2 separate regions of the Sus scrofa genome follow, and region 2 is linked to region 1. The links are chromatin contacts, called in public promoter capture Hi-C maps. All regions are on one chromosome and are shown on one strand. The core of a region is the stretch at or near the end of the contact, and the rest is flanking DNA. Distances in the headings are between cores, read along the strand shown. Region 1 overlaps LOC110256722 (a long non-coding RNA gene). Region 2 holds the start of LYST (lysosomal-trafficking regulator).

The links. Promoter capture Hi-C pulls out the DNA fragments that hold promoters and counts their contacts.
Region 2: a promoter capture Hi-C map of liver shows a contact between it and region 1, with 2.8 times the contacts expected there. The contact joins the promoter of LYST here to the enhancer-like site in region 1. A contact is called at or near these places in 2 of 5 promoter capture datasets (both in liver), 9 of 47 Hi-C or Micro-C datasets (adipose tissue, blood, liver and 3 more) and 1 of 2 datasets of contacts at active chromatin or transcription factors (alveolar macrophages).

What each region holds. Positions count from the first base shown.
Region 1 is chr14:55,377,288-55,382,178 of Sscrofa11.1, reverse strand. All of the region lies in intron 1 of LOC110256722 (a long non-coding RNA gene), which reads right to left. Among named protein-coding and RNA genes, the nearest start is that of LYST, 53 kb to the left of the region's middle. Within about 2 kb of position 1,543, at least 11 of the 83 cell types and tissues checked have an H3K27ac peak or open chromatin away from gene starts, as enhancers often do. A contact at or near this core is called in alveolar macrophages, liver and omental adipose tissue, where this site is marked.
Region 2 is chr14:55,431,183-55,436,177 of Sscrofa11.1, reverse strand. LYST (lysosomal-trafficking regulator) reads right to left here and starts at 3,015. Exons shown (of 54, transcript XM_021073151.1): 1 at 2,480-3,015.

The DNA.
Region 1 (4,891 bases), core at 294-2,793:
TCCATATGTAATAACATATTTGGAGTCATGTATGATTCAGGTTGCCAAGACCAGGGCTCATTCTTAAAATGTAAAATAAAAATTAGAAAAGGCCATCACAGTAAACAGCAAGGAAGTCAGTTCAAACTCCATTTGAAAAGTTGACCAGGGCACCAGCCCAGCAGTCTGGTTTCCTGCAATTTGCGTCTGCCTGGAATGGATTGCAGCCTGTCAGCAGCTCCTTGGAAGAACCAGGTGCCTTGGAAGGATGCAGAAGACCAGATGCAAAATGCCAGCCAGCAGAAGGAAACCTTGATTCTTGTTTCTTGAAGAACCAGGGGGTCTGACTCAGCAGTTAGGCTCAGACCGGACCCCAGGTGTCTCCTTCCTTGCCAGTTGCATTTCCATCTGGCCCTGCTCCCACCTGGAGCTGCAGCAGAGACCAGAGATGCCGCAGTGCCTTGCTTGGGACAGTGAGGCAGAGAATGAATCATCAGAGGCGGTTTGCAGGTACATAAATGCTACCCAGGTGCAAACAGGTTTATAGCGCTAAGCTGGTGAGAATGTTCATGTGAATAACACCCAGGGGGGCCCTGCAGTTTGCACTCCTAAAGTGAAAAAAAAAAGATATCCGAAGCCACTAAAATGGCAGTGAGAGAGGCTGTTATGTGCATAAGAGCTGGTATTCATCTTAGCCGGCTGCACTGCAAAAAGATGTGGGAGCTACTTTTTGTTTTAAGCTTTAATCATATTCCTTCCATCCTTGTTTCGATTTTGCCAACACTTGCCAATCAGCTAATCTGAACCAAGTCCCATGCCAGCTTCTGGGAGAACAGAACAGGCACAGTCCCTGACCACAGGGAGTTCAAATCTAGCATCTGCTGTGGATCTGCGGGATTGACCCCAAGCTTTGTACTAGCTGATGCGTGCTTTTGAGGGGAGAGGCATAGCAGGCTGGAGCTCACAGCTGATGCCCACATTCTCCTCCACCCAGGGAGCCCTTCTGCCCTCTGTTCCCTGCCACACAGAGGGTGGAGCAGTTTGGATGGCTCTGTAATCTCAGCCACAAAGAGCAGCCCCACCCTTTGTCCCAGTGAAACTCTGGGCTGTCCTCTAACTATAGCCACCCTGCAACCTGGAGCCATCTGATAAGGATAGGTTTCAAAACAGTGCTCCTAATACCTGCCAGCCTCAGGCATGAACGTTGGCTGACCTATTCGGCCTGGGCTGAGAGTTGACAGCAAACGCTGTGAAATAGAATGTGGCGATGTGAACTTAGACACCACTTGGAATAAGATGACACACCCACACGCACGCGCCCTCTCTCTCTGGTGCTTTGATCCAAGCACTTAGGTGATTCAATCCTCAATTTCTAGAAAAAGGAAGGGGTCCTGAGCACAGTGCATTGAAAATTAAACACGAGCAAGTCAGTAGGGGGCAGAGAGGGGATCAACAGAGCGGTGCTGGCTTTCTTCCGGTTCTTGCACGGTAACACGCCCAGGTGGAGTTTGTACCAGAGTGATCTCCAGCCTCTGATCCTGGGAGCTGACAGTGGAGGGTCAGCTTTACTGTGTTTAGAAAGCAAAAGCTGCAGGCATCGCTGGGCAGAGGTTACTGGTATCCTGCCAACAGTGTATCAGCTGTGTTCCGAGCATGCAGAAAGATGCTCTGAAGCTAAGCTAGTTTGGCAATCTTTTTTGGGTAGCAAAAGAGAAGGCTGATAATAACTAAGAATTTCCCAGACTGCCTGGTGGTCCAGGTCTTGCAGTGAAGTCTTTCCATCCATGCATTGGCTCGTGGAATCCCCACCACCACCTTCTGAAGTGATTACTGAAGTGAAGTCCAATCCACAAAAAGGGAAACCAAGCTTTAGCAAGATTAAGCCTTTGCCCAAATGTCATGTATCCCTGCCTGGTGCTTGCCCGCCTCCTCCTGCTAGCAGGATTGCCCTTGTCACTGCCCTGTGATAGCAGGGGGAGAAGCACGGAGACACCTGCCCAGAAGGAGACCTAGCCCTCCCCAGAGGGCCTCAGTCTCCCCACTACACACACACCCATGCTTGGAGGAGGGCATGGTGCCTTCATTTCTTCATCCTTGGCAACTAAAATCTCCCTTCCTCATTTTTGGTTTCTTTTGTTTTGTTTTGTTTTTTTGGTTTGGGGCTTTTTTTGCATTCAGTTGAGATAACCTTACATCTCAGTTCCTGGCACCTAGTCATCCATCCAGGCAAAGCTCATCTCTTGTTTTATTTCATGTTTTTCCCCTTGAGCCCCCTTCCGAATGTTCATTCTTACCCCCATTAGGTTTGCACACTAACACTGCTTATGTACAAGGTCTTACATATAGGTGTACATCTGAATGTACACTCATGTGTATTCATATATATACACACACATGTGTAACATCCTGTATATGTGTTTTTTAAGTTCAATACATAGTACTCTGCCATCCATTTTATTCTATGTCTTCTTTCAATGGGCTACTTTTTTAAGTTATATTCACACTACTGTTTGTAAATCTAGTTTATTACTTCTGATGGTGCCAAGTATTCCATCCCTACCTCTCCCACCATACCCCTGGCTTGAGTGCATATGTGTGTGTGTGTATGCACGTGGATAACCCTTGTTTACTGTCTGTTAACACTGACCGAAATGTGTATTCCATGAGAGTGGGAACTGTGTTGGTTTTTTTTTGTTTTGTTTTGTTTTGTTTTTAATCTTTTTATAGCTGCCTGCAGCATATGGCAGTTCCTGGGCTAGGGGTCGAATTGGAGCTGCAGCTGCCAGCCTACACCACAGCCACAGCAGATCTGAGCCACCTCTGTGACCTAAACTGCAGCTTATGGCAATGCTAGATCCTTAACCCACTGAACGAGGCTGGGGACTGAACCCGCATCCTCACGGACGCTATGTTGGGTTCTTTACATGCTGAGCTACAATGGGAACACCAAGGAACTGTGTTTTAAACACAGTGGCATCCTCGGCAGTTAGAACAGTGCCAGACTGATAGTGCCAACAATAGGTTCTTAATAAATATTTGTTGAAGAACTAAATGCGTACGCATTCATGGCACTATGCTTAGCTCTTCCTCTAGTGAGGGACACCGAGGTGGTCTTTTTGCCCTGCTCCGAGGGGCATAGAGGTGCGGGATTGGAAGGTGACTCATATTAAATGCCCCTCTCCCTCCTCTTCCCCCATCCCTCCTTCCTCCCCTCCTCCCTTCCTCCCTCTCCCTCCCTGTCTCCTTCCTTCCTTCTTTACATGTTCCTTCAGTCTGAACCCCCTACAGTCAGAGGAAAAGAAGGATATTTGTGTTCTCAGAGGCCCCACCTCAACTATAAATGAATCACTCCAAAAAGGACCTCTGTTTAGGGGACCATTCCTGAGCAGGCAGACAGAATCTCAGAGGGTGCATTTTTTATTTATTTTGATTTGACAAGCCTATGGAGTCTCTGATCTGCGGCAAACCTTTGTGATGGGGTTGGGGGAGAGGGAGGGGATGAGAGGACCAGGTCCTCCAAGTGGGGGTAGAGAGGTGGGCGCTGTGGGGGCGGGGGTGCACACGGCAAGAGGGAGAGCCCGGGTGGTCAGGTGCAGACTGGGAGTGGGTGGCCTCCCATTTGTCCTACAAACAGCTGGCAGCACGTTTGAGAGGAACAGGATATTTACAGTTTCATAGTATCTCCCCACAGATGATCTGCGCCTCTCTGTGCGATGCACTAGGAAGATATCGTTATTTGGCATTTCCGCCCAAAGCGCATCGTCTGAACCTAATCATGAGGAACAAACGAGACAAACCACAGTGCAGGGTGCTTTACAAACTTTGCTCTACGTGGCAGGAGAAACAGAGCCCAGGAGCTGTCCCCGCGGTGCTTTACAAACTCTGCTCTACGTGACAGGAGAAACAGAGCCCAGGAGCTGTCCCCACGGAAAGGAGACTAAGTTGACCTGGCCACTGCAAGCAACACTGGATCCTGGAAGAGGGAAGAGTGATTTCTCTAAAGGACATTATTGGGTCAGGGGGTGAAATTTGAATATGGCCTGCATATTAGAGCCTATATTGTATTAACGTTAAACTTCCTGACAGTGACAATTACATCGTGCTTATATGACAGTGTCCTTATTCTTCAAAGCAAAGGGCAAAATAATGCGATTTAATGCAGATAGTTTAGGAAAAATAACAATAATGACAGCAAGTGCGGATAGAGAAAAAAGATTAAGCCAATGTGGCAAAATAGTAACAATCAGTAGGTCTGTGCCATTTGCAAAAAAATGGATGAATCTAGAGGGTATCACGCTTAAGTCAGACAGAAAAATACTCTATGCTATCACTTATACATGGAATCTAAAAAAATAAAACAAACGAAGATAACCGAAAAAAAGACGCACAGATTTAGAGAACACCCCAGTGGTGACCAGGGGGGAGAGAGGGAAGGGGGGAGGGGAAAGACAGGGTAGGGGATTAAGAGGGACAAACTAGGATTAGAAAATAGATAAGCAACAAGGATACATTGTACAGTATAGGGAAAGACAGCCATTAGTTCGTAATATATTTTTGAAAAAAGAAAAATGCACTGAAACATTAAGGGTGAAACTGGCTTATGTTTGTGTCTTCTGCTGTTCCTCTGACTACTTGAAAAACATCATAATCATCACTGTAAAGAGCTAATAATAGAGAAAAAACATTATCAGGCAGAACCTTCTGGAACCGGGGGCCCATATCGTGGTTGCTCTTAAATTCCACTAACTGTATGGAGCAATTAAACAGAAATGAATGACTGCAGAATTAAAAAAAAGTTTTGGGACAGGGAAGTCATTACGTCCAAAAACATACGTCCACACACACCAGGAGGCACATTCCATAGAAAGACTGGAAACCACAACAGAACATTCTGGAGTTCTTAAATTTCTAG
Region 2 (4,995 bases), core at 1,766-4,265, 53 kb before region 1:
TGGATTGCTCCTTTCCCATGAATGTACAGGGGCAGTTGTTATTTTGCTGATGGTCAAACCAGAGCCTAGAGAATTAGGTAACTTACTGTTAGTAACAGGCAGGCCAGGGCTGGAACTTGGGTTTCTTGATTCCAAATTCCCAAGCAAGTCGTGACAGACTCCTAACTACCAAACTTACCAACTGGATTTCTTGAAAGGATTTTTTTCAGAAGTGTTTTGCCAGAGTCTAATTTTAGAGTTTCAGCGTTAACAACATTGTCACGTTTCAACTGGTTGGCAACTTCTCTGTGTGGAAAACATACTTTAACTGCAGGGGAGGGTCAAATACTCTTTCTGGGGTTTTGCTGTGCTTTAATAATTGAACATTATTCCAGGGAATTTATATATGGCTACATTATGTTATTGAAGACACACACTTCCTAGGCACAATTACCTTCGAGGGAAAAGGAATGCGAATTACCACGCGACCCAGCAATTCCACTTCTATGTTCTCTCCCTAAAGAATTGAAAGCCGGGACTCGAACAAATACTTGGAACTCTGAGGTTCATAGTAGCCTCGTTCACGATAATCAAAAGATGGAAGCAACCCAAGCATCCTTGATGAATGACTAGATCAGCAAAATGTGGTCTATCCATAGTGTGGAATATTATTCAGCCTTAAAAAGGAAGGAAATTCTAACACCTGCTACAACATGAATGAACCTTGAAGGTGTTATGCTAAATGAAAGAAGCCAGGCACAAAGTGAAATATGTGATTCCACTTATATGAGACAGAGTAATTAAGTGCATAGGTAGAAAGTAGAATGATGGTTTTCAGAGCCTGGAGGGGGGAATAATGAGTCATTGTTTAACAGGGACAGAGTATTAGTTTGAGAGGGGATGAAAAAGTTCGGGCAATGGATGGTGATGATGGTTGCACAATGAATGTGAATATACTTAATGCCACAGAACTATACACTTAATATGGTTATAGTGGCAAATGTTAGACTTTATATATTTTAACACACACAGGGACTAGGAGACAGAACAATTCACTGTAATCCAGAGGGAGGAGTATGAGGAAGACTTCTCGGAGGAGGTGGTTTTGTCTTGAAAAATGAGAAGAGGTTTGGTAGGCGGGACAGAAGGAAAGGGTATTCTGGGCTGAGGGAGTAACTTTGGGAAGTAGGAAGGCGATTACAAGGTAATATTCAAGAACCACAGATTATCTGGGGGACTGGGTACTTGCAGGTAAGTTACAAGAGTTGAAGCTCCAATGACAGGGTGAGGGGGGATCTGGAAGCCTCCTACATGCCAGGCGAGATGTTTGGGGTTTTTTTTCTGCAGGCAGTGGGAAGCCACTGGAGTCCTTTAAGTTTGGGGATGTGACCAAGCTTGCATTTTGAAAAGATAAGGTTCGGAAGTTGTGTGAGGGATGGATTGGAGGGGAGAGAGACTAGAGGCAGGGAGCCTGGTGGGGAGACTCTGGAAGTTGTCTCAGAAAGATGATGAGGACCCAAATGGAGAAGTCATGGGAACAGAGAGGGCTGTTGAGCAGAATGTGGGAACCAGCCAGAAGTGGGGGGTGAGAAGCTTCATGGAGCAGAATCAGACAAGGCTACTGGGCTTCTGAGTAGATGGAGTTGTCTTTTCATCCACTTCTCTCTTTTCATCTTCTTCATCCACCTCCCCAGCCAGGCTGACCCACTCCCAAGCTCTTCCAGTCTCCTGGCTCAGAACAATTGCTCAACCCTACTTGGGCTTGTTCTTCCATCCCAATCTCTAAACCCCTGACTTCCATCCTAGGCTCAGCACCTCTCTCCATCTGGCAGGCATTCTGGTTTCTCCGAGCTTTCCCTCTAATCTCATTCACAGTCTTTCCCTTCCCCCACCACTCCAGCCACAGAATTTCTTATTTATCCCTTCATAATTCGCCACTTCCATCCTTAGCTCTATGCTGTCTCCCTTCTCCTCCTAGACCAGTCTAAAGCCTCCTAAATAGTAGCACTTGAGCTCTTCTTATCATAGAGCAGGAATATGATAGAGGCTGAAGGGTTAGATAGGGCTGGCAGTGAGGGGTGAGAGAGGAAGTACCTCTTGACTGTATTGGGTTGATGCACCTTGTCTAATAACACCCCAGGGGAGCCCATCAGCACCCACTTACTGTGTGAGTCCTTACACCTGTGCTGTGCTCAGGATGAACAACCTCACTGTACTGACATCCAAGAATGACAGCTGGAATCTCTCCATTGAGGGTCATTGGCTCAGCCCATTCCAGACAGGTATCTTCCTTCTCCTTCCTCTCAGAGCAAGCAGTCTGCAGGAAGCAGCTCCTGAGAGCACCTGGGTGGCCAGGAGTTCATCTGCTTATCCCCTTCCCTGGTGGTCCTACAGCTCTCAGCCTTTACCTAGCCTGCCCACCAAAGCTGTCCACACACTTGGCTGCCACTGGAGGGTGGGTGTCTCAGAAACACTTGAATCCTATCTGTAAGGTGATTACCTTTTTCCAGGGAGCCAGGAACTCTTCCTTGTTGTCATCACTCTGTAGGCATCTTCACTGCCGGCTAATTAGCAGCCATCTACTCTTGCTGCAGTGAAACTGGAGGACCATGTTGTTATGCAAGCTGGGTCACTTGTTTGCAGTTAACTTCCGGCTTCTGTTCAGCTGACTTAGGGTTGCATCATTCTCCTGGCATTATCAGAGCATGCACAGTTGAGTTGAACAGCCTGAAGCCCCATTAGATGGCAATGGCGAACCCTGCAGCCTTTCCGATGTCACCAGAGGAAGCTGCAGGAGCAGATGGGGAAGGGTAGCTTTATGCACCACAAGAACCTCATGACACAACTTCTCCGTGGGAAGAATGGATCCTCAGCCCAAAGAGGCAATGCACCAAACACGCTGGCACTGCAGCCACCCTTTTCAAAGCCAAATCATCATTGGAAATGACTTCTTGTAAAGCCCTCTGCTGCCTCTCCGTTTGGTGATGAGGCTAGGCGGTCTGTGCTCCCAGGAAGGCAAGTGGCCCTCTCCCTCTGGCTCTTTGGCAGGAGGCCCTGCTTGGATCACGTGGCGTATCTGGCAAATCAAGTTCAATTTCTTTGCAGTGGAGCTGCAGCAGGGCTTTCCAGTTAGTGATTTTGTGGTGGCTTCTGTGAGTCAGAGTGCTCTGATTCTCTGGCAGAGGGGGAGGGCCTATGTTTGCAAGGAGCATCATCACTCTTGTTTTGAGAATTCTGCAGCCACTTGGAGGACATAGAAACAAACTAAACACCAAGCCACTGCCACTTTCACCAAACTCGTAGTGTAGTATTTCTGCCCTTCTTTTGTGCTGACATCTGCCTCTCCCTCTCTCTTTTTTTTTTTTTCTTCTGCTGTTATTCTTTTTGTATTTATTTATTTATCTATCTATCTATCTTTGCTTTTTAGGTCCTCACTCACAGCATATGGAAGTTCCTAGGCTAGAGGTCAAATCAGAGCTGCAGCTGCCAGCCTACACCATAGCCACAGCAATGAGGGATCCGAGCTGCATCTGTGACCTACACCACAGCTCATAGCAATGACAGATCCTTAACCACTGAGCGAGGTCAGAGATTGAACTCATATCCTCATGGCTACTAGTTAGATTTGTTACCGCTGAGCCACAATAGGAACTCCTATTATTTTTTATAAAAATTTGATTACAAATACTCTCATATTTTCAATCCCATGCCTATTATGGATTTCTGGATTAATATTTTATTATTAATAATAAAAAACATTTGTTTATTTTATAGATAAGAAATCTGAGACTTGTTCAATGCCACACTTTTTTTTTTTTTTTACTTTTTAGGGCCCCACCTGCAGCATATGGAGGTTCCCAGGGTAGGGGTTGAGTCTGAGTTGCAGCTGCTGGCCTACGCCACAGCCACAGCAACATCAGATTCAAGCCGTATCTTTGACCTACACCACAACTCCCAGCGATGCCAGATCCTTAATTCACTGAGCGAGGCCAGGGATCGAACCCACATCCTCATGAATGCTAGTCAGATTCTTTTCTGCTGAGGCATGACAGAAACTCCCTGCACTTCTTTCATATATTTATTTTTGATTTTTTAAAAATTTATTTATTTTTTCAATTAGTTTTTAAGTTCTCAAGTAGTTGCTTTATTCCTCTCAATTATTTGTGTGTGTGTGTATATATATATATATATATTTATATATATATATGTATTTTTTTTTTTTTTTTTTTTAGTTTTATTTTAGGAGTTCCCATTGTGGTGCAGCAGGTTAAGAATTGAGCATAGCCACAGCTATGGCATAGGTGACAGCTGTGGCTCAGAATCAATCCCTGGCTCAGGAACTTCCATATGCCATGGGTGTGGCCAAAAAAGAAAAAAAAATCTATTTTATTGAAGTAGAGTTGATTTACAAAGTTGTGTTAGTTTCTAGTGCACAGCAATGTGATTCAGTTATACATATACATGTATATCTATTATTTTTCAAATTCTTTTCCATTATAGGTTATTACAAGCTATTGCATATAGTTCCAGGCACTGTGCAGTAGGACTTTGTTTATTTTATAGATAGTAGTTTGTATCTGCTAATCCCAAATTCCTAATTTGTCCCTCCCTCAATCCTTTCTCCTTTGGTAACCATCAGTTTGTTTGTCATATTGCTTTTAAATGATAACACTGGTCAGTTTAACTTGCAGTTGCAAGCTCTTAACTACCTACTAGGCTACTCTGTGTGTGTGTGTGTGTGTGCGCGCGCACACATGTGTGTATGATACATATATAGACTATACAGATGTGCGATAAGTATTTGTTGAATTACTATTATGTATTACATGTATTTGCTCAGAACTTTCAGTGCTATTACTGTACTTAGAAATTGATATTAATTAGGTTATATTCCAGACACCAATTACAGTTAAACAAATTCATATTATAACATCACGGTGGAGTTTGGAACAATGGCTGTTAAAGTGAATATTTATAATAGGTATTATCGGATTACTTACGGTTCTCAATTTCCAT